Regions from separate parts of the Mus musculus genome. Here region 1 is linked to region 2. A link is a contact called in public promoter capture Hi-C data. All regions are on one chromosome and are shown on one strand. Each heading gives the region's core, a stretch centred on a gene start, on an enhancer-like site or on the middle of the called end of the contact. The rest is flanking DNA. Distances are from core to core; before and after follow the strand shown.

Region 1 (5,815 bases), core at 747-3,246, 290 kb after region 2:
GCATATTTAAAATAGCCCCTCCCCCCAATTTTGTAGCACTATTCACAACAGCCAGGGCATTGAATCAGTTTTGGTACCTATCACCAGATAGAAGGGTAAAAAAGTTATGGTGTATATAGTCAATGGATTTTTATTCATCCAAAAAGAATGAAATGACGTCATTTGCAGAAAAATGATTGCAATCGGAGAGCACTGTGTTAAGTGAAATAAGTCAACCTAAGAGAAATGCAGATCATTTTTTCTCTTAGGTGTGGTGCTTACACAGAAACTCTCACGTACTCAAGGGTGCCCCGTAGTCCATCCTTCATAGTGGAGAACCCCATTGTTGTCAACTGGGCAGATGTACAGCTTCTACAGGGTAGAAGGAAGGACCCTGGCAGCATCTTGGACCCTCAGACTGTGCCCACCATGCTCAGAGGCTTCACTGCCTCTCATCACTGAGGCTGCAGCAGAGCTGCCTGTGTGTGGAGGCCTTGCTACCCATGCTCTTCTCAGCAAGCTGCAAACTGCCCTGCCTCCAAAGGAGCTTACAAAGCAGCAGGCTTCTGCATAGTGAGAAGGAGGCATCTGTGTGACCCCCAGGCCAGGGTCCTGTGCTTGAAAGGGCAGCAAGGTGACCTGTCAGAGCACAAGGACAATCAGGGACTGCTTGTTCATCCACACATCCACACTCCCCACCCCCACCCCCAGGCAAAGGAGGTGGTGACTTCTCTCTGCTGGGTGGCCTAGTGATGCCTTGAGCTTCCCAGCTCGGTCTCTCTGAAACTTGCATGTGCTTATTTTACTTATTCGGTGGGAGGGGGCTCACTAGTTTTGGGGACAGGTTCTCATGTTTCTCAGGCTGGCCTCAAATGGACTATGTAGCTGAGGCTGAACTTCTGATTATCCTGCCTCCTCTTCCTAAACACTAGTATAACAAGCACAAGCCTTCAGCCAAGCCTGTTTTTCCTCTCCCCATCTCTCCACCTCTCCCTCCCACCCGGCTCTTTCTCTGACTTGGTCTCCCTATGCGGCTCAAGCTGGCCTGTAATTCAGGATCCTCCAGATCTCACCTCCTGAACCCGCAGGCACATTCTCATTTCAAAGAAACACTGGTGGGGGGGGGGGGGATTCCCCTTTTCAGGTTGGAAAGAGGGGCGTGTTATGGAAAGGGAGGAGAGGGGTACTGAGATAGAGATGTAAAGTGAGTGAGAGAAAATGAAGAGAACCTAGAAATAAACTATATAGCTAAAAAAATTTTAATGTGAATAGGACAGAAAAGAAACATTTATTATAATTTTAGCATAAAATGCCTTTCTTATAAAAAAATTTAAAATTCAAAGACCTAAGGAATAAAAGGCTAGTCGCTAGTCCTCAGACCGATTATTGACTTGGTGAGTGCCTACCCTGTGGCCGCGGCACAGGCTGACAACTCTGTCCCCAGGGGCTGCCGTGACCTCAATACACAAATAAGTCATTGCTTCAGCCTGGGCGGAGCGTGGGACCCGGGAGGCGCCAGGAGAGGGGGAGGGCGGGACCAGGCTGCCACAAACACTCCAGTCTCCAGGGCGGTGCGGTTTGCAGAAGGGCAGGAGGGAGGGCCTGCCCTGCGCTGCGCTGAGCTGAGCTGAGAGGTCAGCAGACGGCTGGGCCCCAGTTCAGTCTGCAGCGCTGGTCAGCCTCTCCTGGAACATGAGAATCCTACTCTTCCCAGAGCTGGCCTGCACTCACCTCTGACAAATCAGAACCCTGCGTTCTGGGCTTGGAGAATGTCTCAATAAAACTGAGAAGAGTGGAAGAACGGGGAAGAACAGAGAGAGGGAAAGAAGGAGGGGTGGGAAGAAGGGTGAAAAACACACAGAGAGAGACCCAGAGAGAAGGAGACACACAGGGAGAAACGGTGTTTATATCTAAGCTCAGGCCCGCCTTCATTCCAGAGTGCTCACTCAGCCCAGATCTTCGGAGCCCAAGGCAGAAGGTGACTCAAATCATGGCAGGGCAATCTGAGTGATTTGGCCAGTTTCCACCGACAGGGGGCCTCAGATCCCAGCTATCAGGCAGATGGGCAGTAAATGTCATGGTTGGATCTCTGTAGGGCACGTGCTGGACAGAAGCTGCTTTTTCTGGTGTGGTTTTAGTTGACGTTGGTCTTAGTCGCCAAGAGAGGAGATATCTCACGGCTCTGACTCCCTAAGGGCAAGGCTCTGCTTCAGCAAAGGTGAGCATGTAGAGAAGGGAGGGAGGAAGCTGGAGAAAAACCTGCGGTGCTTCCACCCAACAGGGTCAATGGAAACACACCACACACAGACAGAGGACTCACTCAGAGAGACACACACAGACACACATAAACATACACGCAGACACACTCACAGACACATACACAGAGACAGACATGTACAGTACAGAGACACATGCAGACAGACATTCACAGAAACACATGAACACTCCTATAAACACTGACAGATACATGTACAAAGACAGACAGACACACACACACACACACACACACACACACACACACACACACACACACACGCGCGCGCGCGCGCGCACGCGCGCGCGCATGATGAGTACCTTGGAGAGATTGCTTACATAGCATCCATAGACCCTAAGTTCTGAAGCTGCCCATATCCCAGGCACAATCAACCAGGTAATTCAGAGACTGACCCAGTGTTCCCTGACTCTCAAAACCAACATTCCTGAAACTTCCCCTTACTGATCCCTTCTCCCTGTGGATTTTTTGTACAGCCTTGGGTACATAGGCATATGAAATAGATCGACAAAATAAAAAATTTTAAAAAGATTTATTTATTTATTATGTATATAAGTACACTGTAGCTGTCTTCAGACACTCCAGAAGAGGGAGTCAGATCCCATTACAGATGGCTGTGAGCCACCATGTGGTTGTGGGATTTGAACTCAGGACCTCTGGAAGAGCAATCAGTGCTCTTAACCGCTGAGCCATCTCTCCAGCCCCTACAAAATCAAATTTTTATGTGATAAACAACCATAACAAACCATAAAGAATTTTGTTTTAAAATGTCTTTGGTGTACCTGTAATTTACCATTTATTTACTTTTTAAAAATCCCCAAATTTGCATGCTAATGAAATAAATGTACTTATTTATTTTTGCTCTAAGAATTAAAAATTGGGAGTTGGAGAGGTGGCTCAGTGGTTAAGAGCACTGTCTGCTGTCAGAGGACTCTGGTTCAATTCTCAGCACCCACATCGCAGCTCACAAATGTATACAACTCCCGTTCCCTGGCACCCTTCATAGATATGCTTGCTTGCCATCCTCCTGTTTCAGACTTCCAATTTCTGTGATTATAAGTAAATGTCATGGCTGGATCTCTATGACGCACCTGCTGGATGGAAACTGCAAATCTGCCTATAAGTGTTATTTGAAAAAAATTAAACATTTTCCAGCATGTGGTTGGTTGGGTTCGGGTCAACCCCGATAAGAGTGTCAAGTGTGTGTCGAGTTGACACTAGAGATGATGGGAGAGATTGGGTGGGACTCGTGTGCTCTGTGCATGGTGGGAGACACTGCTGTGTGGGACTCCTGTGCTCTGTGCATGATGGGAGACACTGCTGTGTGGGACTCGTGTACTCAGTAACATGCTCTCTGCCTCACCTCTGCTTCCTTTACCTAAAGTACTTTCCAGCAGTGCACAGCCATGTTATTTTCTCTAAATATTATTAAGTTATGTGTATGGCTGGAGGGCAAAGTAGAGGGAACCTGTACCTGAAGACTGCAAGGAGCAGGGCACCCACCCCTTGCTGGAGTGCTGGGATGCTCTGGGATGGCCTGAGTGCATGTCCTAGTGGATTGCACACATTTTAGGTTATGCAAGTCAGACTTCAGGAACACCATCTTAAAAAGTAACTGAAGGGCTGGGAAATGGCTCACTGGATGAAGTGCTTGCTATGCAAGCACCAGGGCCTGTGTCTACCTGTACCTGTACCTGTACCTGTACCTGTACCTGTACCTGTACCTGTACCTGTACCTGTACCTGTACCTGTACCTGTACCTGTACCTGTACCTGTACCTAGCCCCAGAGCTGGGGAAGGAAATAGGATAGGTCCCTGGAACTTATTGACCAATCCACCCAGCTGATTGGTCAAGCTCCAGGTTCAGTGAGAGACCTTATCTCACCTTATCTCAGTAAGTAGAGAGCAAATGAGGTTGTCCTCTGCCTCCCACATATGTGTACACCGCCTGCTTCTCTCTCTCTCTCTCTCTCTCTCTCTCTCTCTGTCTCTCTCTCTCTCTCTGTCTGCTGTGCACACATCATAAACAAACAAACAAATAAATATTGACCCCCAGCTGAGGTTGCAGCTCCAAGCACCTCATCCAGGGGTGAGCATCCCAGGATGAAGAGGCCACTGGACACAGGAGATGCTATACTCTCTCTTGCCCTGCATATTGCTTGGTAGGTTTACTGAGTTTTGGCTAGCTGAATGCCCCACACTCTCCCTTCTAAGCCAAGTTCAAGGGACTCTCAGCCATGTGTGTTCCTCCTGTGCGGCATTTGTTCCTGTGAGCTTAGGTCTCTTCACTTCAAGCTGTCAAGAACAAAGGCTGTGCTGGAGCCCCACTCACCTGCCCTGCTGCAACTTCATCCCCCAGAGCATAAACAGGAAGGGTCTGGCAGGCCTGGGAGCCAGGGTTGTGTGTCCTGTGTTGAGGAGAAAGTGCCAAGGACCTTGAAGCTTTGGCACTTTCACTGGAACTAAGGGGGCTTTGTGAAGAAAAAAACCCAAACAGCATTATAGCTCTTCCAGAACACACAGGAGGCACTGTGGGCTGACACGGTCTGTAGATGCCAGGATCTGCTCTGTGAGGATGCTCCAGTGCCTTGGTACATATGCACTCATGGCCCTGTGGGTGTCTGCTTTCACTTGTGAATTGGCAGGTTTCATGACACCTGTTCTCTGACCAGAGAGCTTCCTGTTGGCCTTTGCCCTAACTCTAAGCTGTGTATGCTGGAAAGGCATCCAAGCAGATAGCTAAGGGATAAATTAGCCTCTTCTTGGGGTACATGGGACTGGATATTGTGCTTGGAACTGCAGCAGCCATGTTGTTATAAGGAGGGAAACCAAATGAGGGTAAGTGACTGAGCCAGGAACTTCTTCCTATTTGACCTTGCACTTCCTGTCCTGTGAGATGTATAAAGCACTTAGAAAGGTTATACAGGGATGTAGTTTCAGGTGGGAACAGGGGGGTGGCCTGGCTGGCTCTCTGGAGCCAAAGACCTTAGAGACTCACCTGCTCCAGGTTGATCAAAGGCAAAAGTCAGACACAGCATCTGTTGTGGGCAGCCATTGCTTATTGATGAGATGCAGGGTCACAGGTTACATAACACATAGATGGAGACAGGCACAGAGCTGTTGGATTTGACCATGTGTGGACAGAGGGTTGACTGAGGCCGTGGCTGAGCAGGACCATAGCTAGGTGGGGGGGGGGGGGCATGGCTGGGTGGGGCCATGACTGGATAGGGCCATAGCTAAGTGGGACCATGGCTGAGTTTGGCCATGACTTGGTGGAGCCATGGGTGGGTGGGGCCATGGGTGGGTAGGGCCATGGCTGAAGGACCCTTTTTGAGGCTTGGAGATTTGAATCACTCTATGGATGAGAGGGTGGTTACAGCTGCCAGGACAAGGGGACAGAGTAAGAATCTGGGGTGAGTCTGGCCCCAGAGGCAGTGAAAGGGGTCTGCACAACTAGATGGTCCACGCAGGGACAGGCAGGAAGCTTGGTTGTGTTTCCCTGTGAGCAGTTTTTCTGCCTCTGTAAGTTTGAAGCTCCCACTTCCGAGGGTCTGTTTGCAGACA
Region 2 (6,206 bases), core at 1,524-4,023:
CGCAACCTCTCCTATGGCCGGGATACTGACAACAAGGCCGCCATCCGGGACTGCGGGGGCGTGCCAGCCCTGGTGCGCCTACTGCGGGCGGCCCGTGACAATGAGGTCCGTGAGCTGGTCACTGGTGAGTGGGCATTGGCCATAGCTGACATGAGCGTGGCTCAGCCCGAAATTGGGGAAACAGGAGTATAGCAGGCCCATGTTGTGGGATGGGTCCCCAACTCTCTCAACCATGGGGTTGCTGGCACCAGACCCTGTCGCCCTGGTTCCTAAACTGGAGCTTGTGCCTTGGAGAGCTTGGGAGTCACAGGACCGTGTCCATGGTCCTGTAGTCTCAGGAGCATTTGCCAGTCCACCCACTTGGGTGTAACAGGGAATGGATGGGATAAACTATCACTGGTTATGCCTCTTCTATAGTTTTTCCTTGTTAGCTGAAAGCTCCTACTAAGTGCTGCCTATACATACATCTTGTTGTACAGGGCCCAGAACCTCTTACAGCTTTCAGTGGTCCTTATGTGAACTGAGTGTCACTCAGTGTAAATGTTTGCCTAACATGTGCAAAGGCCCTGGGTGCCATCTTTGAGACAACTTCCTATCCCTGCTCTCCACCCCCACACCCCACAAAAACAGTAGCAACTATGCTGGGTTCAGGTGCTGGCTAGAGGACAAGGAGGGAAAGCAGAAGCAGATTGTGTCATCCCTGGGGAGGCCGAGGCAGTAGGGTCATGGTCAACAGTGTTGACTAGAGGCACATTACAGGCACACTCTGGAACCTGTCATCCTACGAGCCCCTGAAGATGGTCATCATTGACCACGGCTTACAGACTCTGACCCATGAGGTCATCGTGCCCCATTCCGGCTGGGAGCGAGAGCCTAACGAAGACTCGAAGCCCCGGGATGCCGAGTGGACAACAGTCTTCAAGAACACATCAGGCTGCCTGAGGTGTGGGCAGGGTTGGGGCACAGGCCTGTCTGTAGGGTGGCAGGAGCTGCCATGTTTATATCCCAGCTTGTTCAAAGTTTAGGCATTCCTGAGCCACATCGTAAGTCTCTGGGGTTTGCAGTGGAGATCTGCTCACACCCACAGATAGAATTCTGCGTCCCTGAGGTCCTGCCTGTCCATCAGTTTTGTACCGTTGTGACCCTACAGGGTCCTGGGGACTGCTGTTTGGGGGAGGGGCAGAATTACCTACATATCATGGATTCTGGCCCCTTGGGGCCCATCTCTATCCTGTTCCAGTTCAGCTGGGGAGCAGGGGGAACTTGTCCCCCACCCTCACCCCCCTCATACAAGGCTAAAGCCTGACTGCTTGGGATTGGCCACCCTGTTCACCTTCACTGAGATCCAGCAGGGTCTACTGTGCAGATAAAAGTCCCTGTGGTCTGGGGAATTTAGTGGAACAAAAATGGGGGGTGGGGGTAGTCACTGGTGGTCCTGCTCCCTCCCATCCAGGAATGTGAGCTCAGATGGTGCAGAGGCCCGGCGGCGACTCCGTGAGTGCGAAGGGCTGGTGGACGCTCTCCTACATGCCCTGCAGTCAGCTGTGGGCAGGAAAGACACAGATAATAAGGTGGGTGGGGCAGATGGGGAGCAGCCTGCCCTCCAGATTCTCAGCCCGAGGGTCACAGGAACAGAGGCCAAGGGTCACAGGGAGTACCCCAGAATGGCACAGATGAGAACAGGTTGTAACTATCCAGAACAAGACACACAGTCCCTCACATGGCACAGGGACATGACACAGGGTCGCTCTGGCAGTTCTCCCCATCTTAGGCTGACAGTGCCACTGTTGTTAACTAGCCACGGCTTCACACAAGGGTCTGGACGCTCAGCAGCCCCCTTGTCCAGTGTTTTCTGCTCAACCAGGACACCTCTTCCCCACAGTCAGTAGAGAACTGTGTGTGCATCATGCGGAACCTGTCCTACCACGTGCACAAAGAAGTTCCAGGGGCTGACAGGTACCAGGAGGCAGAGCCTGGGATCCCGGGCAGCACAACCTCCCAGCGACGGAGGAAGGATGACGCCAGCTGCTTTGGTGGCAAGAAAGCAAAAGGTGGGTGGGTGAGGCGGAGATGTGTCTCTTTCCCACCGCTTCCAAGGCTCAGGGCTCTCCATGTCCATGGCAGTGGTCCCAGAGTCCTGAAGACATCCAGTCGGTCCCCATGGGTGTGCAGCAAGTGGGAAAGGTGCAGACTCCAGGCCTAGCCTTAACCCTTTCCTGTGGGTCATGGGTTGCTTTTACCTTTGTCTCCTCTGGGGAAGGATCTGAGGGCCCATAAATGACACTACCTGGCTATTCACAGAGCAGCCTGCAAAGCACAGCCCTCTCCTTCACCTGGCCAGGTGCCCTCAGCATTTGCAGGGTACAGGTTCAGGTCCCTGCATCCTCCAGCTGTAGCAGTGGGACAGGTGCTCTGCCCTGTGCCTTCCGGGTACTGAGTCCTTCCCCGGAGTTCCCGGAGTGAGTCCTGTCGCACAGTCCTGTCTTGCTTGGCCTGCCATGGGTGGGGATGTAAGTCATGGGAGGGTTCTGCTGCTCAGGCTCATCTGCTCTCTCCTGTGCTTCCTCCGGCCGCCCAGAGGAGTGGTTCCATCAAGGTGAGTCCCTGTTTGTTCTGCTGTCCAGGTCTGGCAAGTGCAGTGGGCAACAGAGTAACACTCTGTTACCTAGGCTCAGGCAGTTATTTCCATGACAACTGTAGGGCAGCTGGGATGCCATCCAGCCTTCAGGCCCTGCCCCACCCCCCAGTCCCCTGGAAGGGCAGCCATCTCCATGACAACTGCATAGACATGACAGAGGCTGGAATGTAGCCCTGGGCTGGTGGGGAGGCCCAGGGGCTGCTGCTTACAAAGTCAGAACAAGCTACCAAGCCAGCACTGGGACAGAGCAAACAGTGGGCAGGGCCTAGGAGTGGCCAGCACCAGGGGACCATCTGCCCCTCGGAAGAAATGGGTGATGTGTAGCACAGAAGTATATATGGGTAAGCAGGGCAGGAACACCAGGTCATCTGCAGTGGCTTGCTGGCTGCTATAGGTTGGCCGACGGCTGGTCCCCAACTAGGGGAAGTTTTCCCCTTGGATGGAACTTTTAGGCCAGCCTTGTTGCACTGTGGTCTGGTATGCTGCATCAATGCCCCTGATGAGAGGGAGGCCTACGTACTCAGGACATGGTTAGGCTGTTCCTACGCTCCAATGCCACCTCTGTCCTGGGCTAGCCTGACTTCTCTGAGGACAGTACATCTCTGCCAGGGTGTCTTAGGTCCCCTTTGGGCTCTGAGCAGGAGAGGGCTGTGCCTAACTCTTGCCACACACTTGTCTGTCATGGACTCTTCCTCCCTCTCAATTCGTACCACCCTTCTGTTTCAGGGAAGAAGGATGCAGAGATGGACCGGAACTTTGACACACTGGACCTGCCTAAACGAACGGAGGCTGCAAAAGGTGAATGGATAAAGAGGCAGAGCTGGGGAGCCTGGCCAGGGGTCAAAACTTTGTGCCATGAGTAGGCCAAGAAGGCTTGGGTTTGGAGGTCAGGTACATAAACAGACCAACGCATCAGAGTGGGGTTCCCTAGAGAATGGCCTAGGCCTGGTAACCCCTGAGGGTTCAGTCGGTACGTACACGTTGTTTCAGGTAAGCTCTTTCCTAGTCATGCAGCAAGTGAGAGAGAGGTATATGAGTTGGAGAGATACTGACAGTGACCAAGCTGTGTGACTTCAAAGGGGCATGACCCACGGGCCAGGGTGTGAGAATGGACATCTGCAGTCCAGGGTGGGTCACCCCTGCTGTTTGTTATGTCTGCTGGATTTCCACTGACATTGTGCAGTGAGTGCACTGTGAACTAGCCTCAGTGAGAAACTGCCCTGGTAGGCCCGGCCAAGCCCAGGATATCAAAAGAACCCAGATGCCCCTAATTGGGGCAGGCCTGAAAGCACCTTAGCTCTTACCCATGAGGCCTTCTGCTGGCCACCTTGCTGCTAGGCTGGGCCTCAGTCACTGAAGAGCCTGGAGTAGTTGCCCAGGGATGCCTGTTGCTAGAGGTGGACATCTGCTACACAGTCTTGTTACTTACTCACTGGTGAGGGTGGTCCCTATGGTCAGATAGGGTAGGTAAACCGTGTCTTTAAGGGTGCTGCCCTGGAAGGTAGGTTCTGTTGCTGAAGTAGCCTAGTGTCCATCTCGCTCTACCTTCCTCCTGGATGTACGTCCGTGTTAAGGGGTATCCTCATCTTCCTGCTTTACCCCCCGGCTCACCATCAGTTTGCCCATCTGAATGGGGACATTAATTGATGTTAAACATGACTTCAGTATCTGTCCTGCTCCCTACCTCCAGAACAATGAATAAGAAGGGGCTGGAGGTGGGGAGAGGAGTTTAACAATGACTCTGGGCTGCCATTGCCCTGTATCTAGGCTTCGAGCTGCTGTACCAGCCGGAGGTGGTACGTCTCTACCTCTCACTCCTTACGGAGAGCCGGAACTTCAACACCCTGGAAGCTGCAGCCGGTGCCCTGCAAAACCTCAGTGCTGGCAACTGGACGGTGAGGAGTCGGGTTGGCAGGGAGGACAAGACCTGGACAGAAGGAGTCCCAGACACCTCAGTGGCTCTGCCTTGAGCCCTTAGCTCCATCTGGGCCAATGCGGTTGGTGCTGTGCGAGGAAGCACCCCCCATCTGAGCAGTCACCTCCTCTGCTACCCTCACAGTGGGCCACGTACATCCGTGCCACAGTGCGCAAGGAACGTGGGCTGCCAGTACTGGTGGAACTGCTACAGTCTGAGACCGACAAGGTGGTGCGCGCTGTAGCCATCGCGCTGCGCAACCTCTCACTAGACCAGCGGAACAAAGACCTCATCGGTGAGGATGCTGCTGTGATAGGCCAGGGCTTGTGAAATGGGGCAGGTACAGGGAACAGGCTGTGGGAGGATTAAGTTCAGGGGGCCAGATTCCTCCTCCCAGGTGGTTGGTTGGGCTGGTCCTACCCTGAGCTATAGGGGCTTAGGTCTTTCCCCAGTCACTGAGGCTCAACCTGCTAGCAGAGGTTGTGTCTGGTGATACCCATTGTCTGAATGCCAGTCCTTCTCACAGGGGTAGAGCAGAGATATGTCCTAATGTCTGACCCTGCCTCTTAGGGAGCTATGCCATGACAGAGCTGGTTCGGAATGTTCGCAATGCACAGGCTCCCGCTCACCCCAGTGCCCACCTGGAGGAGGATACTGTGGTTGCCGTGCTCAACACCATCCATGAGATCGTGTCCGACAGCCTGGACAATGCTCGCTCCCTCCTGCAGGCCCGTGGTGTGCCTGCCCTGGTAGCACTTGTGGCCTCCAGGTGGGTGAGGGCAGGGCCTGCTGAGGGTCGGGTGGGTTTGGGGATGGAGGGAGACTAGGATGCGGTAGGCCACTGACCCCAGCCCTGGCTGCTGCTGCTGCAGCCAGTCAGTGCGGGAGGCCAAGGCAGCATCACACGTGCTACAGACTGTATGGAGCTACAAGGAGCTGCGTGGAGCCCTGCAGAGGGATGGCTGGACGAAGTCACGCTTCCAGGTACAGCTGCCCCGCCTTCTCTCTTACTTTGTCACGTCTGATCCCAAGCAGTTTCTTAGGCCTTAACTCTTGCTTGTGTTTTGTGACTCCTCAGTCTGCTAGCACTGCCAAAGGACCCAAAGGGACACCAAGTTCTGGCGGCTTTGATGACAGCACACTGCCACTGGTAGACAAGAGCCTTGGTGAGCACAAGCAGGGGAGAGGGACATGAGACTTACCCTGAGGCTTAAGGGTAGCTCCCACCTGCTAATGCACAAGGTAGGTGGGGTTAAGGAGATAGGACAGACTCCTGACAGAAGACACTGAGCACTGTTCTGTGGCGAGCATGTCAGCATGTCTGTCCTGCCCTCCCCATGCCTGCACACTGCTCATGGACACCTGCTCATGCCTTGCAGATGGGGAGAAGTCAAACACCCGGGATGTGATCCCCATGGATACCCTTGGTCCAGGTGAGTGCAGGTGTGCAGGCAAGAGGACTGGGGAGGACCACCCGGTTTCATGGTGTAACCCTGGGCGATGCCGAGGCCTTGCTATGATAAGATGTCAATTGGAGAAAAGATAGGTGGTTGATTTAGAGGCCTCAGGACTGGTTGGAGCTGGCACTTAGACCAGAAGTCCCCCATCCCAGGGCTTTCTGTATTTGGACTGAAGGAAGATCACCTATCCCCA

Evidence for each region. Capture Hi-C pulls out chosen DNA fragments and counts their contacts.
Region 1: a contact with region 2 is called in a promoter capture Hi-C map of pancreatic islet. The contact joins two enhancer-like sites. A contact is called at or near these places in 2 of 39 promoter capture datasets (cranial neural crest and hippocampal neurons), 2 of 115 datasets of contacts at active chromatin or transcription factors (epiblast stem cells and pancreatic cancer cells) and 2 of 9 other capture datasets (adipose tissue and pancreatic islet).

What each region holds. Positions count from the first base shown.
Region 1 is chr16:18,685,580-18,691,394 of GRCm38.p6, forward strand. No RefSeq gene overlaps it. Among named protein-coding and RNA genes, the nearest start is that of Gm41429, 8.2 kb to the right of the region's middle. Within about 2 kb of position 1,997, at least 313 of the 459 cell types and tissues checked have an H3K27ac peak or open chromatin away from gene starts, as enhancers often do. A contact at or near this core is called in pancreatic islet, where this site is marked.
Region 2 is chr16:18,398,203-18,404,408 of GRCm38.p6, forward strand. It overlaps Arvcf (armadillo repeat gene deleted in velocardiofacial syndrome), which reads left to right. Exons shown (of 18, transcript NM_001272029.1): 5 at 1-124; 6 at 760-943; 7 at 1,454-1,571; 8 at 1,883-2,051; 9 at 3,365-3,436; 10 at 4,406-4,533; 11 at 4,698-4,848; 12 at 5,124-5,322; 13 at 5,426-5,537; 14 at 5,632-5,719; 15 at 5,933-5,986. Among named protein-coding and RNA genes, the nearest start is that of Gm15764, 12 kb to the right of the region's middle. Within about 2 kb of position 2,774, at least 95 of the 459 cell types and tissues checked have an H3K27ac peak or open chromatin away from gene starts, as enhancers often do. A contact at or near this core is called in pancreatic islet, where this site is marked.